Regions from separate parts of the Mus musculus genome. Here region 2 is linked to region 1. A link is a contact called in public promoter capture Hi-C data. All regions are on one chromosome and are shown on one strand. Each heading gives the region's core, a stretch centred on a gene start, on an enhancer-like site or on the middle of the called end of the contact. The rest is flanking DNA. Distances are from core to core; before and after follow the strand shown. Region 1 holds the start of Aym1 (activator of yeast meiotic promoters 1). Region 2 holds the start of 1500011B03Rik (RIKEN cDNA 1500011B03 gene).

The links. Promoter capture Hi-C pulls out the DNA fragments that hold promoters and counts their contacts.
Region 2: a promoter capture Hi-C map of embryonic stem cells shows a contact between it and region 1, with 128 times the contacts expected there. The contact joins the promoter of 1500011B03Rik here to the promoter of Aym1 in region 1. A contact is called at or near these places in 1 of 39 promoter capture datasets (embryonic stem cells), 6 of 484 Hi-C or Micro-C datasets (the G1E-ER4 cell line, embryonic stem cells and myocytes), 4 of 115 datasets of contacts at active chromatin or transcription factors (embryonic stem cells and stem cell-derived neural progenitor cells) and 1 of 9 other capture datasets (embryonic stem cells).

Annotation. Positions count from the first base shown.
Region 1 is chr5:113,354,650-113,358,780 of GRCm38.p6, reverse strand. It overlaps Aym1 (activator of yeast meiotic promoters 1), which reads right to left and starts at 1,487. Exons shown (of 1, transcript NM_001012726.2): 1 at 960-1,487. The coding sequence starts at 1,264. The coding sequence ends at 1,127. It also overlaps 1700016C19Rik.
Region 2 is chr5:114,812,399-114,816,365 of GRCm38.p6, reverse strand. 1500011B03Rik (RIKEN cDNA 1500011B03 gene) reads left to right here and starts at 2,390. Exons shown (of 2, transcript NR_027817.1): 1 at 2,390-2,586.

The sequences.
Region 1 (4,131 bases), core at 238-2,737:
TGCTACCCACAACTAAGGGCAGCACGAGTGTGTGCCATGCGAGGCTCTCTACAGAGTACAACTCATGTTTATTAGTTGAAAAATTATACAGTAAATTCTGATCGTGGTTTCTGCTCCAGGCATCTCCTCCCAGATCCTCCCGCCTCTTCCAACACCAGACTTCCTTTCTCTTTCTTTTCATAAAACAATGCGGCAAATTTAAAAAAGAAAAAAAAAATTCAAATGAAAAGGAAAAAAAATTAAGACAAAATCAGAAAACATAATATACAAACAAGACTAGTAACACACCGAGGGACACAGGGGAGGAAGGCAAAGGGGAAAAAGAGAGGGGGTGTGGGGAGGGAGGGGGAGAGAGAGCACAAAACACAAATCTCAAACAAAAATATGAGACCAAAAAAACCCTGCCAAGGATGCCATCGAGTTCTTTTCCTGGTGGCCACATGCTGCTGGACACTGGACCTACCCTTAAATGTAGTTTATATACCCAGTGAGACGAAACTGGAGAAACTCCTTTCAGGCCCTTAAAAGACTGGAAGGGTATTTTTTGTTTGTTTGTTTGTTTTTTGGTTAGGAATTGGGGGAGTTCAGTTCCCCCAGTAGATGCTATGAACATATCTGCTTTGACCCTGTGCAGGCCCTGTGCACCAGTTGTTATTTCTGAGCGTGGAAGGTGGCATTTGGGTATCGGCCTCCGCATCATCCTGTTCTTGAAGCAGAGTTCACAGAACCATGGCAGCACACACACAGAGTCTAACTCTTAAACCTGAGAGGCCAGAGAGACCCCAGGCCCGGGGGCTGATTGCAGGATTCTCTTGTCTGGAAATGGAAACTTGAAGTACAAGTAAGAGGATTTACTGGAAATGACATTTAGGCATTTAGTGGCACAAGCAGGGCAGGGCACAGCCAATACACAGATGAGTCTCATTGGCTGTGTGCCAACCTTTTTTTTTTTTTTTTTTAGTTCCCTGACAGCTACAGGCTGGGGGGAGAGCAGGGATTGGGAGGGGGCATGTTTTAGGATGATGTGTGCTCCATTAACTCTTCGTGCTCCAGGAGGATGTGAAGTGGAAATTTGAAGCCCACTTCTTTCCCACCAGGGGCATCGGCTGAGAGCAGAGAGCAGCATTTACTTATTCCCTGAACTACCTGAGCACAGCAACAAGCTCAGTGGAGAATGACCCCGTGCAGTGCGCGTGCTCCTCTCTCTAAGAGATAATGGAACTAGAGCATCCTCAGAAAGTTCTGTGAGAGCACGGGGCTTCATTGCTAGACAGGGAGGGGTGTGTAGACTCACAAGGTTAGCATTTCCTTCTCAGCCCACCCTGGTCCACAGTTCAGTTGCCCTGGCATTTCTGAGTGGTGTCCTCTGTCTTGGTCTCAGTGCTCTGCCCCCCACCCCTGCAGTGGCTTCTCCGGGTGAGGGCAGGAGGACACCCAGGCACTGTTCCCAAAGCTTCTGCAGGACGCAGGAGCTGCTCAGCCAGCAGCTGCCCCTCTGCCGGGCACACAGCTCCGGGGGGGGGGGGGTTGCAGGGGGAGGGGGCGGTGCTGGCAGCTCTGGAGCTGGAGCAGGGAAGAGGGGACCAGTCCTGCTCTAGCTCAGAGCCCTTAGGGAGATTCCCTCCCATCCCACCCCCCACCCCAAGGCCCAGAGGGAAGATCTGCAGCCTTTGAGCACTCCAGTCCCTTATCCCACCCCTACCCTCTTCAGCCTCTCACTCCAGCAACCTGTGTGTGTGAGCTCACATGTGTTTCCTCCGGCATCTGTTACATGGGCCTGGGCAGCATTTTCTGAGCCCACTTCCAGCTTCTTTACTCACAGATTCCAAATATTTGTGCCAACCGTGGGCCACGCATGGCCAAGCCCAATGGCACGCAGGTGAAAGAGAAGGTAGAAGTTGCTTCTAAATTTACACCAAACTTCCAAACTACCTGCTTGTGTCCCGGGCACCCTTTGTCCTTATGGCCTGCCCAGGCTCTAGGGTATAAAAGACCTGTAAAAAGCGATAGCTGCCCCCAGCATCCTTACAGACCCCGCCCCCTGGCTTCCCTTAGCCGGCTGCAATCCCAGAGCTGCCCCTGCTCCAGCTTGCAGGACATCTCAAGGACCCAGTGACATTGCATGGGTGGTTGGTTAGTGTGTTTTCTAGATACCATTCCACGACCCAGCACCCTGGGTTCCTCTCTGCATCCCTGCTGAATTCTGCAGGCCTCCCCACTGGTGAGCCCGCCTCACAGCCCAGTTTGCTGTTTACTGACCTTATTATCTCTGGTAGAGGTGAGAGAGTTTGTAGGCTTGCGCCGCACACACCCGGACGTGTCCAAGACCCTTGCATAAAAAAGACTGCATTCAGAGCCCTGGGAGAATTCAGAAGGGTCCAGAGGGATGGCTGAGCATGCAGACACCGCTGCTAATGGAGAAGGAGCAGGAGTTCCAGTTCAACAGGGACACGGGACACGACTCGGCAGTCATGTGCTCACATCTATCACGTCTGCTAATGAGCTTTCCTGCCCAGGGCTGGGGCTCCATAATAGAGCTCTGAAGACAGCTCCAACCAGAGTTCCAGACCTCGGCTGTGAGCCCTGGCCCCCACTGTACCACCATCCAGAGTAAAAAACTCGACCCAAGGTTTCCCGCCACATCAGAGAAGGGAGGTGCCTCGACTCTCTTCCCCAGTGCCCTTTAGGAAGAGAGGCAGGACACCCTGTTGTTGGTTTCTCTGGTGTCGGACACCAGCAGACACCGTCGTATGCATCACACATGGGGGAAAAGTCTGGGGAGGAGAATGGGAGATTCCTATGCGCACACATGGATGAAGAGATTCTGTCCCACTGTACCTCCTGAGACTGGGTCTGAGAGTCACCACCCTAGACCCAGACATGCCAGGACCCACTGCCCCATGCTCTCCCCTCTCCCTGCCCAGGCTCTTGGGCTCCCTCTCCAATGCCATCATAAGCATAGCAGAGGAGCTTGGAGGGAGAGGGACGCCCCATTCTGGGGCCTTGTAAAGCTGCTGCATCCCATGTCTGGAAGCAAGCATGGCTGCCCTGCCCTCTCGTTCCCCCACACCCCCTTCCAGCCCATCTGCATACTCATGCTCCCACCCTAACTCTCTCAGCTCAAACTGCACCTAGTAAGGCCTGCATCATAGGACCCACACCAGCCTCACCTCCCTAGTGCGAGCGGTTCCTCCCCCCTCGAGTAAAAGAACTCGCCTCTCTCTGCTGGGAAAGACAAAGACACTTGGCATCTCAGGGGACCTCAGCCACAGTGCTTGTCCCAGTCTCCCTCCCATGTGGCAGTGGCACCTGACCCCCTTCTGTGGACTGCATCCCCCCCCCCCCCCCCCGCCCAGAGTTCTCAAACTTACACCATAGTGAGTTGCCACACCCTGCTGCCATCCCTGCCCTCAGGCGCAGGCTCACACCACAAAACAATACAATAAAACTCACAAAACAACACAAAAGTGGTACCAGTCACATGTGCAGCCCTTTTCCTTCATGTAACATAGAAGCTTAGACGGTCCCCACGGCCCTTCCGGGTTCTTAGAGCCTGTGGCTCACTCAGCAGTAAGGGTTCGTCAGAGCCTTCAAAGCTCAGTTTAAAAGTCAGCTCCTCCAAGGGGTCCCTGTGAGTCTTTCTGTCATTCTGAGCCTGTCCTGCTTTTCTAAACAGTGTGCTCGTGCACAGTTTGTCCTGACATATTGTGTCTCCCCCTACCATTTTAAAAATCTCTCTAAATGGGAGTGACCTAAACGTACTACTAGTCAGAGGTCAGAGACTAGCACCATGGATTAAACAGCAGTGAGACCTAACCACATGTTGTGTACAAAAAGGCAGACTTTCAATACTGAAACACAAGCTAAAGGTAAAGTGGTGGAGAAAGGCGCCGGTTTTGCTCACACAAATCAAAAAGTAAGCCAAGCAGCTGCAGATCCATCAAGCAAAGCAGCCATCACGGTGAGGAAAAGGATTTGTGGACAAACAGGTTCCACCTTTGGCTCGGTGGGCCAGTCCTCAAAGCCATAGCGTCCCCGGCATCCACGCAGCTGGGCTCCCTGACGAGAGGGTCTCATATCGGAGGAGGCGAAACCAGGTAGATTTGCAGAAGCGGGCAAATTCTCTACTGC
Region 2 (3,967 bases), core at 1,141-3,640, 1.5 Mb before region 1:
GTGCCAGACTGTTTGGAAGAACTTTCCAGTGACACCGTTGACACAGGTTGACACAGGTTGAGCACTACTATAAGCATTGCCAGGAAGGCAAGTTTTTCCTTATCCTGTTTTTGTAAAGGTGCAGTGAAGAAGTAGTCTTGTAAATCAATCACTATAATAGATCATCCCTTAGGTAATGATGAAGGCAAGGGAATTCCAGGCTATAAAGAGCCCATTGGCTCAATCACCTTATTTACAGCTCTCAAATCTGTTAATAGTCCCCATTTTCCAGGTTTCTTCTTAGTGACAAATATAGGAGAACGCCAAAGACTGATTGGTTGTCCCCTGTGTTGAACGTTTTGCTGCTTCTGCAGCAGCTGTCCTAGTGCCTCTAAGTGTTCTGATATCAAAGGCCAATGTTCCACCCATGCACGTTTGTCATGTAACCATTTTAAAGTTAAGGCAGTTGGTGTCTTTGAAAGTCCAACAGCTGTTGTGTCCTGCTTATATATGACATTATGGCTGTACTTGAAAATACCTTCTAGTATTATTCTCAGAAGTGTTTATTTTCTGGATTGTTTCTGAGATGAAAGGAATGTTAATCTGTATTTTCCATTGCTGCAACAAATCACTCGCCATAATTTCATGGCTACGTTAGCCACAGATGGCTTTAATTCTCCTATTTGCCTTCTGGTCCTACACACTCGACCCATCTTGCACCTCTTCATCTGAGATAAAGTTCCAACCTCCGGAAGGTGAATATGTAGCTCCTGAAGAGGCCAATCCGGATGCCAAGATTTTGGTGACATTATAGTCTCATCTGCTTCTGTGTCTACTCAATCTTCAATGCCGTTTAGCTTAGAAAACACGAAAATAGTTATTCAACAAATAGGCAGAGCCGGGCGTGGTGGCACACGCCTTTAATCCCAGCATTCGGGAGGCAGAGGCAGGTGGATTTCTGAGTTCGAGGCCAGTCTGGTCTACAGAGTGAGTTCCAGGACAACCAAGGGCTACACAGAGAAACCTTGTCTTGAAAAACCAAAACCAAACCAAACCAAACCAAAAAAACCCAAATAGGCAAATGTACATCCCACTTATATGATAATGACCTATTGATATGGAATAGATAAGTATGCAGGGGCCAGAAATAAAATGGGTCACTAGGTGATGGGGACAGGGGAGATAGTTGTGTTATGGTCTAATGGGCTTGGAGTTTCTGTTTGAGATGATGAGAAGGTTCTGGAAATGGTCTATATGTGTTGGTTTATATTTAGCCTAATACAGCTGAATTGTATTAAAAAGTAGCTAAGGATTTCTGAGTTCAAGGCCAGCCTGGTCTACAAAGTGAGTTCCAGGACAGCCAGAGCCATATAGAGAAACCCTGTCTTGCTATAAAACTAAAAAAAAAAAAAAGTAGCTAAAATGATTAATTTTACGTTATGTCACCATCATAGCAAGAGTGAGATCAGCCAGTATGATTTTAAGATTGTATAAAAGGGGCTACGAGATGGTCAGCGGTTAAGAGCATTTACTGCTCTTCCAGAGGACCTGGGTTCAGTTCCCAGCACTTACACGGAGGTTCACAATTATCTGTAACTCCCGTTCCAGAGGAACACACACTACTTCTAGCCTTCACCAGCTCCAGGCACCCATGCAGTGCACACACACATGCAAGCAAAGCACTCATGTACATAAACTAAACCTTAAAAATGATTGTATAGGCTAGGCATGTTAGTGCATGCCTTTAATCCCAGCACTCGGGAGGCAGAGGCAGGCAGATCTGTATGAATTTGGGGCACTTGAGAGGCAGAGGCAGGCAGGATTTCTGAGTTCTGGGTCAGCCCGGTCTACAGAGTGAGTTCCAACAGGCAGGGCTACACAGAGAAACCCTTTCTCAAAAGGAAGCAAAATACATACATAAAACTTACACTTTTCAGGCTGGAGAGATGGCTCAGCAGGTAAGAGCACTGACTGCTCTTCTGTAGGACCTGAGTTCAAATCCCAGCAACCACATGGTGGCTCACAACCATCTGTAGTGATTTCTGACGCCGTCTTCTGGTGTGTCTGAAGATGGCTACAGTGTGCTTATATATAATAATAAATAAAGCATTTAAGAAAATATTGTTTAAAATAACTTACAGTTTTCAAAAATGAGATTACGGTGTCTCTTTCTTCGGACTGCATTGACTAATACGAAAATGTATGAATGTATGAATGTGTAAAGCAAAGCCTTCCACGGGGAAGCCCGACGCGAGCGCTTGCCACAGCTTTGGAACCCTCTGCGCAGAACCATAATTCACCACCCCACCCCCGAAGTTGGTCGGGATGGCTCCTCCCCTCGCCCCCCCACCCGCCCTGTTTCCGTGGCAACTGCGCGAGCGGAGTGGGCGGACCTCGGAAAAACGGCAACGTCTAGGGGCGGGGCTTAAGGCGGAAGCGGCGTCCCCGCGCTCCGTGCAGTGCGGGTTTCAGTGATGCTGCGCTCAGGATGGATGCGGCTGTTGCCCATGCTCTGCAGCCTCCTGCTAGGGCGAGCCGAGGCCCCGAGCCCGGGGGTGCCGCCGGAGCAAAGCCAGCCCTACGCGGTGTTGCGGAGGCAGAGCCTGGGTAAGCGGTGCGGTGGGGAGGGTGCGCGTTTGCAGCCGGATCCGGGCGTGGGGAGCTTGTGCGGGGCGCAGGCCGGCCTAGCCTCTGGTTGTGGGAAGCCAATAAACGCCATTACAAGATGGCGCTGATTTCAATAAGCCGACACCTATGAATATGGGTAAACAATGTGCCCATGTGCAGTAGAGTTTTCTTTCAGCCAAGTCACTGCCTGGCCTGAGGCATGTAAATGAGGTACTGAAAGCATAACCAATCTGGTGTAGACACGCCTATCCTAGGCCTATATAAGCAGCACTGGTTTTTGGCCTGGGGTCTTTCGCTTTTACTATCAAGCTCTCCCAATAAATGTGTGCAGAAGAATCCTGTTGTGTTGTTCTTCTTGCTGGCGAGTTGGGCCTCTACAAGTGGTGATTCTCATATCGCCTCAGGGTTATTGTTAGTGAATCAAAGAGTGGATGTTTTACAACATAACATGGAACAGATGATGGATGTCCTACAAATGAGTTGTGTGGCATCAACCCTGCATATGTGCATTACTCCCATTAGGTATGTTAATATTCTTTTATTAAACGTACAGATTTATCGAATTATCTGAAGGGGAACTGGTCGCAGGAGCTGGACAGGTTGCACACGGAGCTGCAGATACAGATCCTGAACCTTAATTGAACCAGAGTGGAACTAGTGACCCTTGGAGGCTTTACCTCTTGGCTTACCTCTGCATTTTCTCACTTTAAGGAATGGGTGGGAGTGATTTTGTTTATGAATATGTTTACCCATGAATATGGGTAAACAACCAATGTGCCCATGTGCAGTAGAGTTTTCTTTTAGCCTAGTCACTGCCTGACCCGAAGCATGTAAATGAGGTACTGAAAGCATAACCAATCTGGTGTAGACATGCCTATCCTAGGCCTATATAAGCAGCACTGGTTTTTGGCCTCGGGGTCTTTCGCTTTCACTATCAAGCTCTCCCAATAAATGTATGCAGAAGAATCCTGTTTTGGCGTCCTTCTTGCTGGCGAGTCGAGTGTCTACATCTGGTCCTCAGGAAGCTGCTTTTCCTGGGGTCAGTTCTAGGCTTGGGAGCCAGCGCTTGCACCCCTGTGTGCTGTCTGGCGCACCTGCTGAAGCGAGAACCTGGAGTCCTGGGGGTGTGTGAGCTCCTCTGTTGCTCGCTCTGTGGCTTCAGCCTAGGCAACCGGGCTCATCCTGCATCCCTCATCCGTTCTCAGCGATGGCCATTCATAATTGACAAGTTTTAGCATTTCTTACACAGCAAGGGTTCCTAGATAGCATCGCTGTTTATGGGAATTCTTTTGGGCCTCGCAGAGGGCTAATGAGAAAAGTAGGCCTTTCAACCCTGTTCTGGAGAAAAGGAAAATGAAGC